Regions from separate parts of the Anser cygnoides genome. Here all the other regions are linked to region 1. Evidence: chromatin contacts called from public Hi-C data. All regions are on one chromosome and are shown on one strand. The core of a region is the stretch at or near the end of the contact, and the rest is flanking DNA. Distances in the headings are between cores, read along the strand shown.

Region 1 (3,996 bases), core at 758-3,257:
CCTTTTACAAAACTTTAAGCTTAAAGATAACCTTGCCACTATAATTACATTCTCTATGAAGTACACAGACTATTGAAGAAAGTCTAATATCCATACTTTATAATAGTTAAAGACCTGTAAAGATACCTTGAATCCTGTGGATCTGGATCAACAGGTTTCCCCTATGCCTTTGTCCTCCTCATCCTTCATTATTAAAACAGGTTTTATTCATCTGTGAGGTCAATTACAAAGTTTTTGGAGCTCACTCAGCCACCAGCTTGTGTTCTGATGTACAGAGATGTATGAGGCAAGCAGGATGTCCTGTCAGTGGCCACTGAGGGCTTTGATTTGCTGACTGAAATGCCACTGCAAATAGTTGAATCAAAGAGCCATTCTTGAGAAACAAGCTTCGTTTCATACTGCTTAACAGCAGAAGTAGGGCACTGTCATCTCACGCCATTTGCAAATGCAAAAACTTTGCAGACTTTAATGGTAAAGAATTTACATCTGAAAAAGCTGCAGTTTACAGCTAAGTCTTTTTGTCTGATAGAGGCTTCTTCCCTACACTTTTCACCCTTATTCTTTTCCCTAAACACAGTGCTGGCTGAGCCCAAATATCCTACCTCTATCACTAAGACAACTCAATGATACTCGCATTTACATTCACTGTGCTGCATTACGATAACATTTTACACTTAAAATTACACGTGCTTTCAACTGCTAGAAATATTTACTACCAAGATTAAATTGTCATTAAAGTATTTGCAATATTATTTCTCAATTTCCATCGAGACATATTTGCAGAGGTATCACAGAAGTGAGTACGAATTGTTGATAAATAGGTTAGATCGTAGATTCTTGACTGTTACAGAAGGGCCAAACTCTTCAATAAGCAGGGCCCTCCGTTCTTGTCATACACATTTTGATGGGAGACAAAATCCGTAAATAGACAACGAAGACTGAGAATAACTTGAATAATGCTCTGACAATTTGTCTTTCTGGAATGGGCAAGTGCATGCAGTCCTCTTTGGGGCAAGGTGCAGTGCAGCTCAGGTTGTCTGAAAGAAAATGCAAAGTGAAAAGGGGAATTCTGTCTAGCGTGTCTGTAGCTCTGGATCAGGAAAGTGTTAATTTGGGATACACATGAACTGAGTGATTCAGATTCACACTAAAATTTGGGGTGTTTTAGCTTCAAGATCTAAGCTGGACATTGTTAAGTGTGGAAGCTGTTGCATGTTGATGACTGCAGTTTGCTGCAAGGATCAGTGGGTGAAATGTTATCATTTGCTGCTTTGATCTGCTTTTACTTCCTTCCAGTGTCCTGCCATAAAATTGAAGGTTCGGTGGCTGAAATACCGTCTCCAAGTACGACAGTGACAAGCACATGAATATGGAATAAGTGGCTGAAGCAATAGCTAGAAAGCCATTTCTGAAACCATCTCCCTACACTGATCAATGCGAGCTGTTCTAATTAGCTGAGCAGCTGGGTTTTAGCTGCTTCTTAACTACGTCCTTGCTTATCCAAGCAGTGGGAAGTCACAGTTGCTCTGTTCATTTAGTGATGCAGAAGCAGACATCTTCAGCATAGTGATGAGGATTGAATTGTAACTGGGCTTAATTACTGCTTCGGGATTGCTTGCTTTTGGGGCCAGGCCCAAGAGAGGTAAAGTGGTACCAGGGTGAGTCTGATTTCCTAGATCTGTAGTATTGAGCACTTGATTTCTTAGGTGACCGGATCTTTATTAGTTCCCGCAGGGCCATGGGGTGCAATACCCCATTACTTAGCAGGGAAGGTGAGGGTGCTGTCTTCATGTTCCAGAGCGGCCACGATGGTGCCAGGCCACTGCCAGCTGCTTTCTGCTGGTGATCGTCTGATCTCCCAGCGAGCCAGTCTGGGCAACCAGCACGAGCAGAAAACCAAACCACAACAGTGAATCAGCTGATGCCGAAGGGCGAGAAGAACAGCTGACCCAAGGCAGAGCCAGCGTTTGGTGATTTGCTGTCTGATCAGCCGCACGTTGGAAGTGAGTCACAGGCTAAAGGTCGTGTTTTGTGTGTGGAGGCTGAGCTGCTTCCCACAAGGACAGCCGCTGGCCTCACTGGCTGCCCCTTCTCACCACCTCTTGCATCACCCTGGTGCTCATGGGGAGCTACAGCCAGCTGGAGCAGTCAGCCTGTCTGCCTGAAAACTAATTGGGGTGTTTGTTATTAGCAAAATCACATGGCTGATCCAGCAGACGTGGCCATGTCAGCACCGGCACAGGATGGCTGGTGGAAATGGAGAGCCTGTACTGGCTGTGCACTCTCTGTTTGTCTTATACCAAGGGAGAAACTGCATCTCGGGTCCATGTGTCACGTAAACTAACAGCTCTGTCCTTGGCCTGCCATCTGCATGGTGGTAAACTCAGTCTTTTGCACCAGCCTTAATTTTACTATAGAAATACTAACGTCTTTCTGGAACTCAGTCTGCGGTGAAATCATTATATTTTGAATATTTTGTTTGGAATAATGTTTTCTAAATAATATTAACAGTTTCCTAATAAGCTTTAAAAAGATTACATTGTGGTACGTTGGCTATTAGGAAGCTAGCATGATTTCTAGAGGAACTGAGAGGAATAGATCGTGCCTTTCATTATTCTAGTGTTTTACCTCGCAGTGATTTCAACATCAGCTATTGAAAAATTCTTGGCTGGCATTCCAAGAAGTCACAAGATATTAAAAATAGCAATGTTTTAACTTTTTAAAGTGCCGGTGTAAAGAGTCAATAATTATCACAACTGAAAATGTGTTAAATGCCTTTTACGCAGGTGTGTGAACCAAAGGACAGATGTCCGGAGAAAAATCCCATATAATGTGATGTGAAGGATAAATCTTTGGAGCAGATGCTTCACTATATTTGTTTTCTAGAACAAGTGATTGTCCTTTTTCATTTTTTTCTCACCAGAAAAATCTCTAGAACAATGTATGAAATAGGTGTGATCGGTTTTCCTGTAGAATACTCATCGTTACGTCAGCTCTGATAAAGAAACCAAAGGTGTCCCTCCTGCTAGAGGGAGGTTCCTGTGGGAGCAGGCGCTGTAGAGGGTTGCACGATTCCTGCAGAGCACCCCATGCGTGCCACAGAATAGGAGGGTGAGTGGTCGGAGGTGGATGAAGGAAGGATGCTGAGACAGGACCATAGCTTGGGATGTCTTTTTTATCCCAAGCAGTACTGCAGCCCATAGGGCAGAAGTCTGTAGGTAGCCTGGGGAACCCCCCCTACATCGGTGAGGGTGTGCTTACAAGCAGGAGGGAGGAATCACAAGCCAGCACTGCCTGTGGCCTCCAGCAGCAGGCAAAGCGCAGCATGAGTCTGTCAGTGCTCAGGAGCAGAGCCGGCAGACGAGTCCCTGAGGTGGCCTCAGCTGGGCTGGAGCCACTGCTGCTCCCAAAACAGCTGGAGGATCCCTGGGTGAAATGCAGACCCTCCCAACAGGCACAATTCCTTCTGCTGGTTCAGAGACACCTCAGTGGTTTGAACCCCGTGCTGCTCCCATCTGCTTCCCGGGGGCTGCTGCCTTGGTTCAGGAGTCACCTCGCAGGAGCGGGCCTTCAGGTAGAGCTGCAGCTGGTGACAATTTTATTTCACCAATGCGCGGGCTTAAAATATGCTTTAGAAGCACTTTCCTTAAGTGTTTATATTTGGGAAATCTGTCCTTGAAACCTAGAATAAAGCCCGCAGGAGGAGTGAGTAGGTGCTTAACATCTTCAAACGAACCATTCCAGGTTCTTTATCTTTCAGAAAGGGTGACCCGTGGGACACTTTGCGTATCACTGCTGACTTGAAGTACCTGACTGCTTTCAGCTAGCAAGTTCAGCAGCTTTAAAGGTCCCCTCTGAACCTATCAAGCCAGTTTGTTTGGATGCCCAGAGTTGGGCTAGTTCCCCCTTCTGAAGGGCTGGCTTGGGAAGCACAGCAGAGCTGCTGCTTCAGTTGGAAATGGAACAAAGTTTGTGCTTTAAGTTAACAGTGAGTGA
Region 2 (3,996 bases), core at 801-3,300, 62 kb before region 1:
CATAACCCAATTTTTACCATCCCCACCATATCATTTAGACTGTAAAGTCTAAAAAAAAAAAAAAAAAGTCAAAAAAAAAAGTCAGTGGTGTTATGTTTGTTTTATAGGCTTTGGCAACTCAGCTGTCATCATTTTAATACAATTCGCTTATTTTTCAAAGTACATATTGTCAGTCTTCATGGTTCAACAAATAGATTAAAATAGCTGTTTGCAGAAGTCAATTGAAAACATTTGTCTTGATTGAGATGAATCACAGAAAAAGGCATCTGGGTGTTCAACAGCTTCACAACTGCAACTGCCATCCTCACATCGATACATCACCAGTACAGTCTTGCCCTTTGCAACTATTTGTACTTTACAAAGCAGATTATAAGGTTTTCTGTCTTTTCTTCCTCCTTTGACCTTCTACATTTATTAACGTACAGCCAGCGAGGAAGACATAAGTCACAGCATCAGGTCCTAATTCCTAGATTAGTTTCAGAGCAGGTGGACTCTTTATACACAGCCCAGCTGAAGTAAGGTGGCACAAATAATGTGAAAATCCTAATCTGACTTGACTCCTTCAGGTGTTCTATCCCCTTCCAATTGCCCTTAATTCTAAAAGATTTCCTTCTAGAAATTATGATACAAAAACAGCACAGGCCAAAAGCATTGGTCTGAACTGCGTGACTTAACACTATTACTACGTTGATATGACAAACCTCTTTGAACAGAGAGTTTACCACTCCCTCTTTAATCTGAAAATGAAACAAGATAAAAACATCATGCTTCACCACCACGGAAATAAGGCCCCAAATCCTTCTTAGGGCTCCAAGGAGGGGTGAAAGCCATGTTATATGGATGAAAAATACCACTATGGAATCTGGAGCATCACAGTTTCACACTGATCATCAGAAAACATCTGGACAGAGAAAACAGCGGCAGATTCTGCAGTATTTTTCATCTCAAAAAGTATGACAACGTATAAAAATAACTCTGATTTGGAGGTATTTGTCTTCTTATCCGTGTCTGGGCCGTATTAATGCTAATCAGAAGACCAATCACAGACCCTGGGCAGGAGAAGGAGGAAATCCAAGTGAAATATTACCTCCAAATACCGCCAAGCCTGCCTCAGCATTTCTCAGTTTTAAGAAATCACGCGTCCTGATCTGGCAAAGCCATAGCAGCATAGGTCGGTCCCACTCGCAGTCCCCTAACAGACACCGCACCTCCACCTGTGCCTGCGGATGTGTCCCCACAGAGCCTCTCAGAATCACGTCAGGTTCCTATTGACAGGCTCAGGTGGCAGAGCAGGCTCACAGGACACTGCTAACAGCTCCTCACTGCCTTGAAGGAAGACAGCAGTCACTTTATCAAGACTAACTCAGACCTCCGCTTTGCTTTGGTGCCCCAGGAAAACACCAAAGGAGCCTTCATAAGTTTTCGTAAGTGACGCAAGGAATTTCCTGAGGAAAAAAAAAGGTTAGTATTACCGGAGCGCTAACACAGAAGTTTGAACCCAAACCGGGAACTCATGGATAGTGTCACAAAGCCAACAAACCAAGTGAAAAACACGCCGGTGTCACACCTGTGAGGAAAAAGTCTCCCCGGGCAGCCAGGAGCCCTCCCCACGCTCTCACCTCGCTGCTCGCCCCGTCCCGGCCGGCTTTCTGTCAGGAAACTTCGCAGCCAGGTCGCCCTGCAGCCCGGCGGCCGAGCCGACCCTCCTCTCGCTCCACCAAAACAGATCAGGGGGATTAGGCCGGCCTTATTTCCCGTGACCTACATTGCTGCCCTGCGCGGCCAGGAGGCGGGCAGCAGCCACCTCCCCAGCTCCCCCCGGCACCCCCTCAGCCCCTACCTGGCGCGGCGGGTCCCCCTCGCCACGGCGGAAAGTTTCCCGTGGGGGCCGCCCCGAGCTCCGCTCGCCCAGGTAAAGCGGCCGTGGCCGGCGCTAACGCCTCGGAGGGAAGGAGGGATCCCTCAGCGAGCGCCCCGCAGGCTGCGTGCCCTCAGGGCGGCCATCTCGCCCCGCGGCGGGGCGGCTGCAGCGAAGGGCAGGGCAGGGCAGGCGGCCCCGGCTTGGCAGCGGCCGCCCGGTTCGGGGGAGCGGGGCCGGGCCGCTGAGTCAGAGCGGCGGGGAGGAGCCGCCACCTGCCCGGCTCGGCCAGGCCCGGCCGCGCTGCCCCCTGCCGGCCGCCCGCTCCTGCCTCCGCACGGGGGAAGGCGCCTGAAGGCGGCCCGAAGGTTTGGGGGGCGGCTCTGGGTACTGGGGAAGGGGCCTTCAGGCTCGGAACGGCAGTAAAATGATAATAACAACGCGTGGCATATGGGTCTGGGGCTTTATAAACGACGGCTGGGCCCGTGGAGGGAAAGTGGCCCCGGTTATGTGCGTCACTAGATGGCACTGTTATACACACACCTCTTTTTTTTTCTTTTTCTTTAGGTGGTGCAGCAGCGTACGACTACCTGTCCTCGCAGAAGTGCTGGTGCTCCTCGGGGTGCGTTTCTCCCAGCAGCAGCCTTTCAAGGCCTCTTTCCTCGGTGAGTCGCCGCAGGCCTGCAGGGCCTGTTCCCCCGTGTGGGGCTGCAGGGCAAACAGAATCCAAAAGTCATTGAAGCTGAAAATGATGTCCAATATCATCTGGTCCAACCATCCCCCTACCACCAATGTCACCCACTAAACCATGTCCTTAAGCACCACATCCAACCTTTCCTTGAACACCCCCAGGGACAATGACTCCGCCACCTCCCTGGGCAACCCGTGCCAACACCTGACTACTCATTCTAAGAAGAAATGTCTCCTAATTTCTAACCTAAACCTCCCCTGGCGCAACTTGAGGCCGTTCCCTCTAGTCCTGTCGCTAGTTATCTGTGAGAAGAGGCTGACCCCCTAGCTCATAGAAGATGACCAGCTTCATGCCATTGACTTCTCCTACATGGAACAGCAGCAAACCAGAAGTACTAACAGCCTTGTTAAGTCTAGCCCAAGACACTTAAGAATTAGATAGAAATTAATGGTAATTTTCTATGTTAGCTATAGGTTGTATTTCTCTATACTTGACTTTAACTGCAGTAGACTCCTGTTGGTGAATACTTAAGCATGGTTTGCTGTGTCTTCCTTTCTTCCTTTTTTTTTTTTTTTTAAAGGCTTCAAATAAATTAATTAGACTGTCAGGGTACTGATTGTGATTTTGCTAATGACTCCAAATAGGAATAGACATTGGCCTATTAAAGTAACAGCTCATTTACATAAAGATATAATATAATTTACCAAGTGTAATGGTATTCTCTGTGAGCTCAGGAAGTGTTCTCTCCAAATGCACTATGTAATTAAAGAATAATTCACTAAGGTTGCTAACTACCTAGGTCCTCACAAACTAACTCACACCTAGGTATGGTAGAGTTAAGATTTCCCAACCCAGGACAAAGCCATCATCCAAAAATCCAGTCAGAAATTAAACTAACTTGAGTCAGGTTCCTCCACTTAGAATAACTGGAAGAATTAAAATATCTTGACATGTTGAAAGTAGGTCTAAGCTTTTGGAGTGAGGTGTGGGGGAAGCAGCTATTCCAGAGATTACAGTTCTTCCCTCTTCTCCTGTTGTTTATTATTTTCAGAACTGCAAGATGAGTTGTTAGTTCAACATGATTCTTTAATTGTAAATGCTATGGTAGAAGTGCTCAGCAGAGGTACCAAAACATCCTCCTCCTCATAGTCTGAATCCACAGTGAATGTTGCCCAAATCTCTGGCAGTTCATTTCTCTGTTGGAGACATGTATTCCTACGTTAGATACAGTATTTCTTACCATTTGTTCAGGAAACAGCTTCTGTGTGCTGCCATAGCACTTGGATTCGCAGGTAGGTGGCATTCAGCATCTGCCTACGACAGCAGAGCAGAAGCCAGCTTGGGAATTTGGTAAAAGTGTCTAGAGGACTCCAGCAAAAATTGAGAGGATACTTCTGTTTAAATTGTTCAGTCTCAGCAGCGTGGGAGTTGCCAGCCAGCGCACAGA
Region 3 (3,996 bases), core at 1,074-3,573, 34 kb before region 1:
CAAGGCACTTCTCAAACACCTCTTTTAGCTCTGAAACTCAGTCCCTGTCCCAACTGCATTTCCTGCTGGCAGAGCCTGCTATATGGCCACGCTAGTGCTTCAGAGACTTCATCACGTTGTATAACCTAGGTATTGTGCTTTCCTTTGTACATAGGGCTTTCTCTGGGCACTTTTAAGTGTGTCTCAGCCATATAAAGAACATGGAGGACTGTTTTTATTACATTTGTTATCCATTTTTCCATGGTGTCCATAATTACCTCCTGTATAATTTTAGGCCCCCAACTGTTGCCGTGTTTCTGTCTGGAGCTTCATCTCTAGAAACCTTGCTCTGGCTGCATGATGCACAGCTGGCAAAACTTTCAATACAGTCTCAGTGAACTAAGCTAATTCTGTGAACTCGAACCAACTCTTGATGATTATCAACATTAAATAACCAGGATCCTTCCATATTCTGTTTCTTGATATTTTGGGGAATGTTTCCATAATCACAGGTAGAATGACTTTGTTCAGCATGTTTCTCGTAAACCTAAGATCTCTCCAAATGTATTTTTCAGTTTTATATGCTTGGAAGTTTAATTAAATTTTCCAGATTCTTCAAATTTGTATAATGTTCTATCATATATTTCTGATTTTTTTCCTTCCTTGGTAATTTTCATGATAGTAAGCTTCCCTTCATTCTCCCTCCTCTCCCCCCAGCAATAAACCACATAGTATTAAAAATAAATATTCAGGAAGCAGAAAATTGATGGTTCTTATCATGCTGTGGTTAGTGGTGTTTAGGAGCTGAATACAGGTGCTGCATTTGGGCTCCATTGCAAAGAAACAGAATACAAACAACACATCCCATTTGTTTCGTGTGGGAGATTTTTTGTCATGTAGGCACATACCATCAACTTTACTCGCCTCTGGTGTTGTTCCTCATACTTTTTGTGTTTGAACTTCTTTTTTGTGTATTTTGTTGTTGTTGCAGGTAAGGCTGCGTGGCACACCCCTGTAGAGTATCTGCAGCAGAAGCACCCCATTGGGGAAATACATATCCAGTTTAGATCAAGTACAAGGTGTTGATCTGGCGCTGGAATTTGTGAGGTGAGATCTTTTGGCTAACATGCAATCCATCCATGCAGAAGTCATCTGAAGCATGAGGCTTTTGAGAACACATACCTGTAGTGGCAGGTTTAACTTGTTTGTAATATAGTCCTACTGTACATTCAGTTTTATGCCTGGCTTTGTGTGCTTTTACAGCATAAAGCCTTACATCCTCCTAACGTATAACTATTATGCCCCTTGAACACTAAGCACTTAAAGAGGAAAACCAAAACAGAATAACTGTTAAGGAGCAATGATTGTAAAGTCAGGCACTGAAACACAAAGAAACACATGGCCGTTCATTTGTATTTATGTATTGTGATACATTTTTTTCTTCCTGCGTGGTACTTTTTTCAGCAGAGTAGATGGTGCTTAGTGAGTAAACACAGATATTGCTCAACATTAGGATTACTCAGTGCTTTGTTGTATCTTCCTGGCCTAATTTGTGGTCACATACTTTATTTAGTGTCCACTTTTCACCTGCTCTGAAGCTGAATTTTACTTCCTCACGTGCTTTCTTTCAGCGATGCCCAGTGTGGAGTCACCTGTAAAAACATTTATGACTTGGTTTTACAATCATATTACACAAAGAAGCGATGTTATTTCAATTCTAGTTATGGGCAAGTGAGGCCCAGGAAAGAAAAAAAAAAAAAAGGGCAAAAAACTACAGCTTGAGTTTAAAGCGTCCAACTTGGAGCACAGCCAGATTCTGCATATCACTTCTGTGCTGGAAGTGTGTACCTACTGGTTGCAAGTGCATCCATAAGATCACTTATCCGTGAGTAGTTTGAACACCAAGCCAAAACCTACACCCTGCAGGTCTCGAGTTAAGGCCGGCCATCAGCTGAAGGCCTTCCCTCGCCCAGGGAGCCCCCCAGGCTGCGGGCGGGCTGCATTTCTGCACCCCCCGGCCCTGCCGCCATGAAGCCCGCCCCTCAGCGAGCTGCCCCCGGGCCGCCAGCTGGCCACCCCCTCGCAGTCAGCGACCTTTTCGTCCTGTTAAACTTTTCTCTTTCCAAGGGGAGGGAGCGGTGGCGGTGCCCCCGGCGGCGGCCGCCAGGTACCTCCCCCCGCCGCCTCCTCCTCCCCCTTTGGCGGCGGTGCCAGGCGGCCGCGGGGCTTCCTGCTGACGGCGGCGAGCCGCGGATGGGCAGGAAGGGCAGCCGGCGCCTCCGCTGCCCTTCTCCTCCTCTTCTTCCTCCTCCTTTTCCTCCTCCTTCTCCTCGGCCGCCGGCTCCCCCCAGCAGCGCGGGGCAGGCCCGGCCGGGGCCGGGGCGGTGCTGAGGGGAAGGCGCCGGCCTCACCCGCCGCCCCTGGCCATGGCAGCCCCCGCTTGCTGAGCGCCGCCGCCCGCGGGCCCCTCGCCGATGGCCGAAGCCTGGAGGCTGGAGGAGGACGAGGAGGAGCTGCGGGAGCTGGGCAGAAGGCACCGCAGGGGTGCCCTGGGCTCGGCGGCAGGTGAGGGACCGGGGCCGGGGGCGCGGGGCGGCGAGGCTGCAGGTGCCCGCGTTGGCGTTGGCCCCGGGCGGGAGGGCGAGGGAGGGCGAAGGGCAGCGTGAGGAGGCCCGGTGCCACCCCTGGAGCCTCCCCGGCAGCGACAGAGGGTTTCAGCTCTTCCAGGCATGGTAACCCGCACGGTGTGGCCAAGCCACCAAAGGGCTTGGCTCCTCGCTGCTGGAGCCCTGGTGGCACGCGCCAATTCTGGAGCAGATCCTGCTGCAGGAGGCTCTGCTGGCCTGAGAGGCCACAGGACTAGGGATCGTGGGGTGGTGGCTACTGGGGTCATCATGGAGCCCATCCTAACTGGCGTGGGTATGTGGGGTGGAACAGCTGGCACTGAGGACCTGGTGACCCCACAGTGTGCCTTGACTTGTGACTAGCCCTAGCCTGGTCAATGGGACTGGGTTTCCCTGGGGGGCTGGATCACATGGGCAGCACTGCTGGAGCGTGTCATCCCGGTCAGTTTCACTGAAATTAATTCAGGGCAGGTGCATCTGTACAGCTGCCCAGCGTGAGCCGAAAGCGTGCTCTCAGAGGGTGATCAGGAAGTACGCTCTGAAAGCCTGCTTCTCCAAGCTAATGCTGAGGCAGACACGCATTGTCCACCAGACACGTCCGGACGTTGGAGATACCTTACCAGGAAACAAAATACGTTACTGATTTTTCTTGTAAATGTCAAGGTGGATGGAACATCTAGGTATAAAAATTATATATAAAATTGCATATGATTGTTTCCGTGCAGGTAAGGACTGCAGGCCTTGGCAAACAGGAGGTGAGAGCTATTGTGTACAGGAAGGCATGGAGACAGGAGCTTGGGAACAAACAGGTTGATATGGCTTTATAGGTAGACTTGAAGGTTGTAGTAAGCTTTTGTTTGATACAAGGACATCCAGTGGATCTTGGTAGTAGTTGAAGTAGTTTCTTTAATTTGATTGTTGTTAATTGAAAAGCAATGCTTATATCACTTTCTCTATCTTCACAAAGTTGGTAAATGCAGCATTTTCCTCCTCTCTCACTGTAAAATTATTTCCAGAATCAACTGTTTTCTTAAAGACAGTTTCCAGGGAAAATATCAGCTACACTGCATATTTAAAATTGAATTCCAAATATTCTGGCAATTACTAATTATGGTAAAACCATAATGCCCTAATAACTTTTACAATTCATGTGGTTCTGTATCCATTTGAGCAACAGGAGTATTCTCTTGCAGATGAGAAAAACAGCAATTTGAGGGCTCCCACTGCAGAACAGAGTTTGCAACACACAGGCCCTGTGGCTTCCCACAACCCTGGTTATGTCAGTGCATTCCTGGGCAGGTGCAAGATTAGCAGGAGCCAGCGTGGCTTGGCACGTGTGCAGGATTTCGCCTCGTCGAGGGCAGGAGGCAAAACCAGTGTTGGTTCCTGTACC

What was found. Hi-C and Micro-C count contacts between places; a contact is called where the count stands out from the background.
Region 2: a contact with region 1 is called in a Hi-C map of liver, with 17 times the contacts expected there. The contact joins the promoter of FHIP1A here to the enhancer-like site in region 1. A contact is called at or near these places in 3 of 7 Hi-C or Micro-C datasets (granulosa cells and liver).
Region 3: a Hi-C map of liver shows a contact between it and region 1, with 2.4 times the contacts expected there. The contact joins the promoter of SH3D19 here to the enhancer-like site in region 1. A contact is called at or near these places in 2 of 7 Hi-C or Micro-C datasets (both in liver).

What each region holds. Positions count from the first base shown.
Region 1 is chr4:46,795,547-46,799,542 of Taihu_goose_T2T_genome, reverse strand. All of the region lies in intron 2 of SH3D19 (SH3 domain containing 19), which reads left to right. Among named protein-coding and RNA genes, the nearest start is that of SH3D19, 34 kb to the left of the region's middle. Within about 2 kb of position 2,007, at least 3 of the 3 cell types and tissues checked have open chromatin away from gene starts, as enhancers often do. A contact at or near this core is called in liver, where this site is marked.
Region 2 is chr4:46,857,233-46,861,228 of Taihu_goose_T2T_genome, reverse strand. FHIP1A (FHF complex subunit HOOK interacting protein 1A) reads right to left here and starts at 2,050. Exons shown (of 14, transcript XM_066996734.1): 1 at 1,841-2,050. LOC106032250 (a long non-coding RNA gene) reads left to right here and starts at 2,093. Exons shown (of 4, transcript XR_010831515.1): 1 at 2,093-2,226; 2 at 2,426-2,523.
Region 3 is chr4:46,829,426-46,833,421 of Taihu_goose_T2T_genome, reverse strand. It overlaps SH3D19 (SH3 domain containing 19), which reads left to right and starts at 2,323. Exons shown (of 20, transcript XM_066996730.1): 1 at 2,323-2,544. The coding sequence starts at 2,454.